3 separate regions of the Anser cygnoides genome follow, and all the other regions are linked to region 1. The links are chromatin contacts, called in public Hi-C maps. All regions are on one chromosome and are shown on one strand. The core of a region is the stretch at or near the end of the contact, and the rest is flanking DNA. Distances in the headings are between cores, read along the strand shown. Region 1 has its middle 24 kb from the start of IRF2BP2. Region 2 overlaps TOMM20 (translocase of outer mitochondrial membrane 20). Region 3 overlaps TOMM20 (translocase of outer mitochondrial membrane 20).

Region 1 (3,927 bases), core at 1,162-3,661:
AATAGTGATTCGCACCTCTCAAGTGCGGCGGGCGCCGGGCTCCCACGTCCCGCTGCAAGGCAGGCGAGTCCCTGCCTGCTTCACCTCCAGGGCTGGAGGCTTTCCCGGCCGCTCGACAGTCGGGAGAGCTGTCTGAAAGACACCGACCCGCCAGGCTGGTGTACGTGTTCGGAGTCAATCCTGCGTGTTGCCAGGGCTGACATTTGGGAACTGGCACGTGTGGATGCTGCCGCACCTACGTGTGTATTTGGGGGGGGGGGCTTAGCTGGGGAATCTGATTCATTTCAGATATGCCCACCATCTGGATGACCCCCAGATCAGGAAAACTACAGCAAATGTGTCAGTATAATTTTTTTCCCCAGTGTTAGAGCTTTATTCAAGTAGGTATCACAGGTATCTACCAGGTCCTTAACTCTCAGTGGGGTCTGGCCCTACCTAGGGAGCTGACTGCAGACAGTGAAATGTGCAGTTTGTATTTTTGAAATTAATGAGGCATTCACATGTGAAATGGGTGGTTGGTTTTTTGGCAGTGCTGAGCATCTACAACTACTACCACATCCACTCAAAGCATGTTGGCACGGAGCACTCTGGAAAAGTAGGCCATGTTTCTCCAGTGCAAGAGGCTTGTTGATGTGTGGGATATCAAATGTGTAAAATTATTTGCACTTTGCTTCTTAATAACAATAAAAGGATGAGTCATAATTACTTTCTGGGAACATTAAAATCCTAGACACAATGCTTCTTGTATCGTACAGTGAGTCCGTGCAGCACAGTGTATTAAATGCTCTTCTTTATTACAGAATAGTGATGTCTAATAACTCCCGAGCTCGAGTTTCACCGCAGTATTTATAATTCACATGCATAATAACATTTTTCCATTTAACAGCCCGGGGCAGACGCCGCAACATGTTACATAGCACTGGTGCAAATAACGAGATAGGATGATGTCATTTGGTAGCGTTCCTCCTAAGCGATCTAAAAATATTCCCTCTCCCACCTTTCATTACAGCCTTCTCCCTTCTGCCTGATGCTTTTGCGCCAGTTTCCATGGTAACAGCTTCTTTTGTAGCCCGGGCTGCGAGGGGAAGGATTCATGCAGATGTTGTCATTGATCCAACACCTTGCGGCAGCTTTTATGGCGCATTGTCTTCTTGTTTCCTGCCCTCGTGTCTCCCTTCCACCCAGTGAGAATGGCTCTGGACTCTTTCTCCTGCCCTCTGCCTTTGATCTGGAGGAAGGCAAGGCTAAAAGTATTGATTAGATTTTATTATGAACCCTAATCCTTCTCCGGGCACTTTCTGAGAGCTTAAAATAATGCGCCACGGAGCCTGCCACAGGTTTCCTCGTCCAGTTGTTAAAATGGGTGCCTCGTACAAAAATACTAGAGGGATCAAGAGTGTTAAGCGTTGGGAAACCCTAATTAAAACCTCTCTCTGACAGGACATGGAAAACTTCTGCTTCATACAGAGCTGCTGCAGTTTTACTGCTTGCATAGCCTGATCAGAGCTTTTTTTTTTCTTCTTTTTTTTTTTCTTCTTCCTTTTCTTTCTCCTGTTTTTTTTCCCCCGCTAAGCGCCTGGGGAAGTTTCCACATTTTGGCTGCGTTCATTGTTCAGCTTCTCCCCACCCATGCTTGTCGTTAAGGCTTGGCTTTAAGGAAAAGGGAGGGACACGGCAGAGCTTGTGCTGGAAAAGCTGCAGCATGGGTTGCTGCAGACATGAAACGCAGCAGCTGTAAGAAAAAGCAGAGAACAAGGAAATCTGCTTAATCACCTATTGTCTGCAGTTGTTTTGCATTCTTCACCTATCACTCGGTGCTGAAGCTGGATGCTATTCTCTCGATTGTCTGAACCTGACAGACCGATCCTAATGAACGTGTAACTGAAGACCTGGGCTTTTGCATCTGCATTATTTATTCACCTAAAGCAGGAACTCTCCTATATTTAGCATATGATGTCAGCGGGTTGTTTGCATCCTTAGAAAACTGGCAGGAAGCCACGTCTCACATGTTATATGAAATCACTGATAAATGCTTCTTTTCACTGAAAGAAAAACAGCTTAATAAATGCAGCTCTTCACTGCTTTCATCCTCTCCCTCCCCGCCACGCTCCCTTCCACTTCTGGGATTTGTCTCCCCATGGCAGAGCTCAGCAGCATCTGTGAAGTGGAAATGAGCGCACAGGACCGCAGCGAGGGGAGGCTGTCGGTGAGCTCAAAAAGCCGCTGCCCTCCCAAGCCCCCCCCCTTGCCTCTCCCCCACCCTCCCAAATCCTGGAGCGCGGCCAAAGCCCTGGTGAATCAGGCGGAAGGGAAAAAAGGGAGCGAGGGAGAGCCGCTGTGCGGCAGAGGCTTTGCGGGGACGCTGGTATTCCTGGTATGTAATTAGTTTCAGTTGTTTTTAGCAGGCAGGGAGCAGGGGGACAGGGAGTGCTCCCACGCTGGCTGCGCAGTGCAAAAATGGCACCCTGACAGATGCTATCACTTATCTGCCCTGAATGCGTCTTTGAAGCAAGCGTCCAGCAAAAAAAAAAAAAAAAATCTTCCATTCGCGCTTTCGCAAGGGAAAGGCAGCCTGCACGCTTTTCTGGTGCTGCTGTGAAACCAAAGGTCATGCAAAAATAGCTAGTTTTATGCATAAAAAATAGCTTCTGGTGCCAGCGCTTCAGCTGCTGCTGCCTGGCAGGGCTCCACCGAATTTCCATGGGCCGGTTCACGCCAGCTGCAGGCCTGATCCTGGATCCAGCTGTGGGGCAAGTCAGGGGAGTAAACCAGCTCCATGCAGCCCACGCTGCCGGGGGCATGCCCGTGCTGTGGGTGCAGGGCTGGCTTTCCAAACCCAGCAGGTGCTGGGGGTCACGGTGTGTCTGCGCCCTCCGTGGCAGCACCAACAGGGCCATTTCCCTGCCACGGTTTAGCACAACAGCTGCCCCAGCAGTCCCAGCAATAACCATGAAGGTGTGGGCAGAGCTCGGGCAGGGAGCAGGCTGAAAAGGAGGCTGGTATATCCCAAGCAATGCTAAACGACAGCGTTGCACACACGCCGGCCGCAGCTGCTTTGCTGGCTGTGTCATGCCACGAGGAGGGGAGGAAAACCAGGAAAACTCTTTAAGGAAAACCAGGAGGGGGGAGATGTAGCCTTGCTGCAGCACCGTGAGGCTGCAGATGAATGACTTCGCCTGCTCATTAAACAAGCCCATTCAAGCTTCCGCTCCACAGCCATTCGCTTGATGGGTTTGAACAATAATGAACCAGGAGGAAAAACCTGCCCCTGAGAAATTCAGGCTGTTCCAGCAAATGGGATCAAATAAAGTTGGTAGTATCATGTGGCCTGCTAATGTTCAGAAATGACATCCATGTATCCCAAGCTTATTCAAAACAGCATTTTGCTTTGTTTTTGGTGAACAGGGCGACCCGCAGGTTAAGCATCAGAGAGACATTTGGGAGGAATTAAACAGGGAAAGGTGGGGACAGAGCACAAAAGGAAATTCTTTCAAGAGCCTTAGCATAAAACATCCTTCTATAAAGGAGCATGTGAGACGAGGTTTCAGATGAGACAGTTGTCCTCCCTGGAGAAACATCATGAAGTCGTTACAGAAAAACTCATTAAAGAATAAAGCCAGCCAATGCCACAAGATGACGGTATCTCAGTAGTCCCAGATGTTTGCTGCTCTGGGAAAAGGGAGGAAAGACTACTCCCCAAATTCGCCCCATGTCAGCAGGGTACTCGAGGAAACTCAGAGTGAGGTTGTAAAATAAAGAACAACACTGCTCATGTAGGCAGCTGCTATAAACAGCTAGCTGCCATCTCAAAACACCAAGTGAGTCCAGGTGGCCAGCACTACATGGGCACCAGTTTTGCTTCACACCTCTCATTATTTTGAGAGGCGTTCTCATGGAGGTTCTCGTTTTGGTGCAGCAGTCCGCTGT
Region 2 (3,620 bases), core at 265-2,764, 150 kb before region 1:
TTATCTGCAGTGATCTGTGACTAGTTCCCCGAAGGCAGGAGCGCGAGGCGGTGCGGAGTTCACAGCAAGGCCCAGCCTGTGGCTGTGGCCCCAAGGGAATTGTAGTTTCCCTGCCAAATATGACTTCGTTCAAGACCTTTTCCTCAATGTTTGCAGCAGCGTGCATACCCTCAAATTTCAGTTTCATAGTTTAAGAAAGCATCCAAAAAAGCCCCTCAGAAGAGCAGGCAAAGTGGCACCAGGCTGCACAGATGACCACAAGGAAATCAGTAGTTGGGGACATGAAAGGACAAGAAGGTGCCAAAGTCAAAGGCCATGTAGTTTGTTTGCAGTGAGTCATGATCTTCCACTTTCATACGTACCCCTCATCCGTCTGCATGGTGTCCTACTGTCTGTCTTTGTGGGGTTGTGGGGAATGACCACACACCTCAGCTTCCCTGGACAACCCTCTTTTCCCTTGCTTGTCTTGGTGATTCTGCAATTCAACAGTGCCTGCGGTGTTGTTTCATTAATGCAGCTGGTTTTTGATGGTTCAAGGATATTTACTTAGGTTCCATGGCCCCACTGAGGAAAAAATGGCTCTTTAGTAAGAAAAGCCTGATGGAAAGGGTGGTTTATGAAAGGAACAAAAGTTTGGGAAGAGGGGAAAAGTCAAGTGAGTGCAAACACCAGTCAAAGCCGTTCCCTTGCTCAAAATGAGTATTAAGAAAACTTGCTCAGTGGGTCACGATGAGCTCATTCAGTCCACTAGATTACTGGAAAAATCTTCCACTTTGACAAGTATGCATGTGTCTGTGTTGAGTCAGAACCTGGCAGAGCAGCTTTAGTACACATTTTTGTTATAAAGAAGTCCCCTTTGTCTTTTGTGACCCTAAAAAATTTCTGGCCTGAATATTCTTTGTGTTTCTTTTTTTCTTTTTTTTTTTTTTTTCCCCACACAGAAAATGTAGGCACTGCAGTGTTGTATTTCATTGGGAATATGGTATCTGGGGCCTGGGGTGGGTCTCTTTTCCTACCTGCAACACTTTTCTTCGCTGTTGTGCATCCTTTTATTTGCTGACCAGCCAGCTTTTATTTAGTATACAAGTAGTGGTGCACGAAAACATTGCAAGCGCATCCCTGCGCATGCTCACACACAGAAATCACATTTCCAGAAGTTTGCTGCGAGCATCAGAAAAATTTTCTGCTGAACTTCTTGGCATACTTTCAATGCGAGGCTGGCAGCTATTGTACGATGAATCCAGCCTACAGTGCGGAGGCCTCAGAGAAAAACAACGAGATCTGTGACACTAAGAAAACACAGTCATAGACACCACAAAACTACGCTGGGACGGGCACAGTAGTTGTGGGGAGGGGTCATGGTCAAATATGCTATTTCAAGCAAAATCTGAGAGGAGGATGTGTTCTTAGCCACAGGAAGAGCGTTGTCTTAGTCAGAACAGTTAATCATGCAACATGAAGAGAGATACGTACAGTAAGCCCTCATGATTTCTGTTTCCAGCAGCTTTTTTCCTCGTCTGAAATGACTTGCATATATTTTCGTATTGCTAATTTGCCGTACGGTAGCATCTGTGCTCCGGCCTTGTTGATGGAAACCTGGAGGTTCTCCGGGCCGTGTGAGCCATGCTGTTGTCACAAAGCTAACCTCCCCGTGCCTCTTTCAGGCAGACAGAGAGAAAGAGAAAAAAATGTCCGGCTGACGTCAATGAAGACCACACTGCACTGGATAATATTACTGTGTGCCTCAACCACCCACTCCCTTTAATTTACTAGAAACTAAGCAAGCTGTTTTGAAACCCATAGCTTCCAGCGTGTTTGCGCTGCTCTCCCTCCACCAAAGGCCATTAATTGTCAGGAGCTTGAAAGCTACCTGATGCCTTGTTCAAAGCGCTGAAACAGAGGGGATTTCCATGAGTAATAATTTCAGTCTGTGCCTGTGCAGTGCACCGTAGGCTAGAGTAAATTGATCCAGCTGCTTGCAAGGCTAGATGGAAAAGTGCCCGGGGGGGCCGGAGCACATCACCAGATGGAGCTGGATGCTGTTGTCATCACGTGGGGCTCCCCAGCTGCTGGGCATGCTCGAGCTCGGCTTCCACCACGAGCGGGGCGCGCGCAGCCTTCCTGTCTGTGCTGACTTGCAGGGTGAGGCAAAGGCGCTAGCGCATGTTGCAACGTCTTCTCTTGTAATGAAAAGGATAATTTTAGATTAGCCAGAACTGTTGGCGTCCTTTTTTTTTTTTTTTTTTTTTTGATGGTGGTGGTTTTTCTCTTTTCCTCTCCTCCCTCCTCAATGTCCCTGCCACAATAACCCCAGCGATTTGTGCATATGTTTTGCTCAGCAGCAGCCTTCTCCATGACAGGGACTATAAAAGCTTCTGAGAGGCCAGCTACCTCTACAAATAATCAGAATTGGCAGGATTAACCTGTAACCCGAGGCGGCGAAAATACAGATTCCACTAGCCAGATGGCAGAGTTCAAAGATCCACTCACTTCCTGGCTGAGGTTGCACAAGTTAATTTTTATCCTTGTTAAAAAGAAATAAGAAGTGAAAACATAGCAATAAAATGTGTGCTGCTTGCTATCTCTGGTTTTAATCACATTTATTTTATTCCTTAGTGTTTTGTTATTAAGTAGGTTTGGGGGATGTTAGGAAAATACATTCTTTCTCTCTTCTGGAGATGTTTAAATCCTACTTGGTTTCTTTGTATTTTGCATGGGCGTTTGTGTGATCAATTCAATTTAGTCTGTTGGCAAGGAGCGCTAAATAGGAGGAACTAATTAAAATAACCGGAATGCAATTCATTCTTTCTTTTTTTTTTTTTTCGTTTCCCAAATGAACAATTCAATTAGATTCACAGAAAAAACTGCACAGCAAGTCTGCACCCTGGTCCTGGAGGCTTCCGCATGGAGGCCCCTGCAGGTTTGAAGCTGCTGGAGCCGGAGCCCTCTGGCAGAAGTGGGGCATTCGGGCAGTACTGCAGCACCGGGATGTTGTTGCACCCTTCCTGAGGCAGTGCTTGTAAATGTACTCCACCAAGAGGATCGGGGTATCTACTTCAGAAGGCAGCTCTCGGTTCTTTGGCCCTGATCGCATGACTTTCCTCGCAAGCTAAGTGTTAACTGTGACAAGGAAGGCTGCATAGTGTGAGGCTCAGATGCGTGCCTGTGCCACCACCGTCATGTGGGTGCCATGAAGCATATGCAAAGGTAGGTGGCTTGGCCAGCAGAGTGCAGAGGCAGGAGTGGAAGAATAAAGTTCATGGGTTGTTTTTGTGACGGTTTGTCCTGGCTGGCTGGGCCATTAATGAAAACAGACGTGGAGCTGCTGGCAGCGCGTCTGAGAGCCTGCAGGTACCCTTCAGGAGAGCAGCACTGGGAGTTCCAGGCAGGGAGTTTATGATTAATTTTGCAGGCATTTATTGTGCAATACGAAATGGCCACCGGCCAGCTCAGAAGTTAAGCCAGAAGATGACTGTCAAATGAAACTGTTACGTTTGGCAGATCTTTCCAAAGCTGCTGTGCAAAACAGGCATATTGAAGCTAATTTCTGGATTTTCCAGATCCTCTGCACAGCTCATTCTTGTATCACGGTCCTCTTTGTTTTCCCATTTTCAGTAGAA
Region 3 (3,666 bases), core at 614-3,113, 190 kb before region 1:
TGTCTTCCAAAGGTTGAGTGCCTTTCTTTTGCTCTTTGAGGGACTTTTTCGGCTTTTCTTTTTTCAGTGTTGAGAGGCTAACATTTGTGTTCTTTTCAGAATAAAAGGGAAGTGTGTCATCAGCGAGGCACTTAGTGGAGTTAAACCGTAGGGGCTAGCGTCAGAGCACGTGGTGCTGAGGTATTTGGTCCGGTGCGGTTGGGTATAAGGCATCAGCTCTAGATTCGTGCCCGTCACCTTGGAACAAGGTAGTTCCTGCCAACCCGTTGTCTTGCTGCAGACTTCCATACGACAATCAGAGAACGTGATGAGGCTGCTGTAGCTCTGTGTGTGGCAGCAATGGGCAACACGAATCTGCAGGCCTCGGTGTGAACACCAGCTTTTCACAGCAAAGCCAAGTTGGTCTTAAACTTCCTCTTGGGGGCATTTTTCCCTTTTCGCCTCGCCTCCCTACACCTACCGTTTATAGACCGAGCAGTTTTGCAGTTGTCCAGCTCGGCTGTAAAGCGCTGAAAGGAAACTCGGCCCCGTTTTCACATAGGTGCCTGCTGCGCACACAGGCACGGGGGCAGAGCTGTGGAAGCCTGCAGAGCCCCAGGTGCTCGGGCCGGCCAGAGCCTGTGCCGCTAGATGGCAATGTGGTACTCTGCGAGCTGGGGCTCCCCGTCCCTGTAACATTCTTGCTTTTTGCTGTATTTATCTCTGCCAAACTGATGATTGCACCCACCACCCCGGCAAGAGAACAGAACAAAATCATTTCATAGAACATTACAGCTGTTGTGCCTCTCTCTTTTCTTTCTTTTTGCCTTTTTTTTTTCCCCCCTTAGTTCTTTGTCCCACAGCAGGGTGCAGAGGTTTAAAAACCTTCTTTCTTAATCGCTCGCCTTCTAAAAGCAGAGAAAACACAGCCTCTTGGGAGCAATTAGCTGTGAGAAAAGCATTTCTCAAACAATTGCCAGGAAATATTGTCTTGACCGATATTCCTGATGTAACGCTGTCGTTCTCAGTGCTGTTATTCTAAGATACTTGACTGCAAAAACAGCAGGGTACGGATCTGTAATATACGATCTGCAGTTTACCACCTACCTTACCTTTTTTATTTCCATTTACTTTCAGTTTGTGTCCTCCCTGCAGCCCTCCCCCCCTCCCCTGGAGCTATTCTGCTTAGGAGAGTGAAGAATTATTTGTAACTCTCCTCTGCTGACTGGTGTATCAGGCCAAGGCTCTGACAAGACACGGCTGAAAATTAAGGTTATGCCTCCGCTGTGCAGGCTCCAGATTGAAATTCTGTGGCAGTGTGCTGTGGAGGAGGTCAGGCTGCATGATTACAGTGATCCCTCTTGGACTCAAAACCTGGCAGCCTCGGTGTACGTGAGGTTGGTGAAGCCTGAATTTCAGCGGGAGCAGCTTGAGAGCAGGTATACGTGAAGCAGGCGGCAGCTGTACACCGAAACCAGGGTCCTGAGCCTGGAAGCCCTCTCCCCATCACTGTATTCATGGAAGATGGACTGGGCTGCAGGGTGCAAAGAGGTCTGAGGAACAGTGGTAAACTTCTAGCACTGAAAGCCCAAAACAGCAGCAGCTAGGAACCACTGCTAGCTCGGTAGGTAGATATGCATACACCCATGCCCGTTCACATGCACAGCCATACTTGTTCTTATTGCAAGGCTCAAATTTTGTCCCTCTTTACGTAAATTCGTGGAGATTTGAGAAACGAGCCTCACTCTGTGGGACAGGGTGTGAACTGAAGCACCTTCTGGAAGACAGACAGCAGTGTAATCCTTTCATTCAACCCTGTCTGCAGCTGCTTTTTATAAACTTGGCATAAATACGTACTCAGTGAGGCCAGGCCTGTGTAGCTGGAAAATATTTTCCACCGTCCAAAAAAACAGAAGATTGGAAAAAGAGCCCAGAAATTGTGCATAACATGGAATGGCTTCGCTTGTGGTTTTTTTCCATGACTTCCTCAGCTCATTTTTCTGCTGCCAATTTTAGAAGCCCATAAGTCATACTTGTTAAACTTTCTCAGTTAAAATGTAACTCGAAGAACAAAGTCATATGATATGTTGAAGCCAAATAATCGTTGCGGAGCCTCTGACTTGAGAACAGCTACCCCGACTTGGCCAGCTTGCAGTCCTGCAGGGGCTCCTGTCCCAGGGCAGGCAGGGCCAGGGGCAGGTGAGCAGCGTGAGGCATGACTGTGTGTCCCCTCCCAGACCAAGACCTCAGCAAGGATTTCTCCCTACTTTCGCTAGGATAATCAGGCCTGTGGTGTATTATGTTGCAGAGCAGTTGTTTTGGAAGGGGAGAACTTTCAGCTCCTCCTCTAGAAGCACTTTAAATAGGAGGTGAAGCAGAAAAGGGAATGAGAGGAGGCAGCACAGAGATCAGCGGGGTCCAGCAGTTGAGAAGCTGATGTAGGTAGGAGTTGTTGCCATCAGGGTAAACTAGCTGAGGAGTGAGGAGAGAGAGAGAGTGCCAAGAGAGAAAGTGAATTTGCTGGAGGGTTTGAAGAAAGGGCATCCGCACTTCAGTGCATTTTTAAGTGTTGAATCAATATGGAAGTACTCGCGTGCCAGGAGCAATATTTTCATTTGCCAATTTTGCTCTCTTATAAGGTGATTGTGCTCACACCCGAGCCCTGAATGGTTGTCCTAAAGCACCATCTCTTTGTCCAAATTCTGCTCTGCTCCCTCCCACAGGACAAGTCCCGGGTCACCGCTGTGGAGGGGAGTTGCCCTAAATTTACATTTGGGCAATAGCCGAGGGTGGAATTTGGCTGTGGGCTCTGCCAGCGGCGCTGCTCCAGCCAGCCTTGTCCGAGGCAGCGCACGCATCCCTGGTGCTGTCAGTCCCAGCCTGCGCCTCTGGGACCCGGTGCCTCAGGAAGGCAGGGAACACCGGTCTGAGCTGCCTGCGGGGAGCAGGGCAGGGGGGAGAGGTCAGCGGGGGCTTTGTAGTCACTGGGAAGGAGCCTTCCAGCCCTGCCTCCCGGTTGTGCTGGGAAGGAGCAGCACAGACTCTTGCTCTCTGCAAAAAAATAAAAGTGTATCTGTGTTTCTTTCCCCTAAATAGCAGCTTGTGAGTTTGGTTCTGGCCCTCGCTGTAAACTGGGAAACGGCCCCAAAAGCCTGCCTTTCGATGGCAGGGTGAAATGCCCTTTCAACATCCGTGTGGTCTCCACGGGAAGGGAGGAACTGAACAAACCCACTGGAAATCAGCAAGGGTGTTGTAATGTTTTTTTGGAAAGCCAGTTTCAAAACCCGGTGGCTGCCTCGCTCTCTCCTGGCAGCCGCTTCCTGTGCCATGACATCCAGGGAGGTGGTGGTGACTGATGTAACCGCGGTGGCCGGGCAGAGTCACTTGCCCAATGTGCTGAGGCTGGCAGGCGGCCAGAGAAATGTGCTAAGGCCTTGTTTTCTCACAATGGGCTCGCTGTCCCTGTGCACATACCTATAACTGGGTCAGGTGCTTGGCTGGGCCGCCTTCCAAGCTGATTAAACGAGGCGGTGGAGTTACCCACGCCAGAAGAAGTGGAAGAAAAAGGAAGAAGATTTTGCTCTTGTCCCATGTGAATGCAGACCTGATGCATCTCTAGGCACGCTTTGTTTGCATAACAATGCTGTAATTAATAATGATGCCTGCTCGTTGAAGCCAGTTCTCCGT

The links. A called contact is a pair of places that touch in the nucleus more often than the background predicts.
Region 2: a Hi-C map of liver shows a contact between it and region 1, with 3 times the contacts expected there. The contact joins two enhancer-like sites. A contact is called at or near these places in 2 of 7 Hi-C or Micro-C datasets (granulosa cells and liver).
Region 3: a contact with region 1 is called in a Hi-C map of liver, with 1.9 times the contacts expected there. The contact joins two enhancer-like sites. A contact is called at or near these places in 4 of 7 Hi-C or Micro-C datasets (fetal liver and liver).

What each region holds. Positions count from the first base shown.
Region 1 is chr3:42,617,465-42,621,391 of Taihu_goose_T2T_genome, forward strand. No RefSeq gene overlaps it. Among named protein-coding and RNA genes, the nearest start is that of IRF2BP2, 24 kb to the left of the region's middle. Within about 2 kb of position 2,412, at least 3 of the 3 cell types and tissues checked have open chromatin away from gene starts, as enhancers often do. A contact at or near this core is called in liver, where this site is marked.
Region 2 is chr3:42,469,952-42,473,571 of Taihu_goose_T2T_genome, forward strand. All of the region lies in intron 5 of TOMM20 (translocase of outer mitochondrial membrane 20), which reads left to right. Among named protein-coding and RNA genes, the nearest start is that of TOMM20, 55 kb to the left of the region's middle. Within about 2 kb of position 1,515, at least 1 of the 3 cell types and tissues checked has open chromatin away from gene starts, as enhancers often do. A contact at or near this core is called in liver, where this site is marked.
Region 3 is chr3:42,431,903-42,435,568 of Taihu_goose_T2T_genome, forward strand. The region is part of intron 5 of TOMM20 (translocase of outer mitochondrial membrane 20); the gene reads left to right. Among named protein-coding and RNA genes, the nearest start is that of TOMM20, 17 kb to the left of the region's middle. Within about 2 kb of position 1,864, at least 1 of the 3 cell types and tissues checked has open chromatin away from gene starts, as enhancers often do. A contact at or near this core is called in liver, where this site is marked.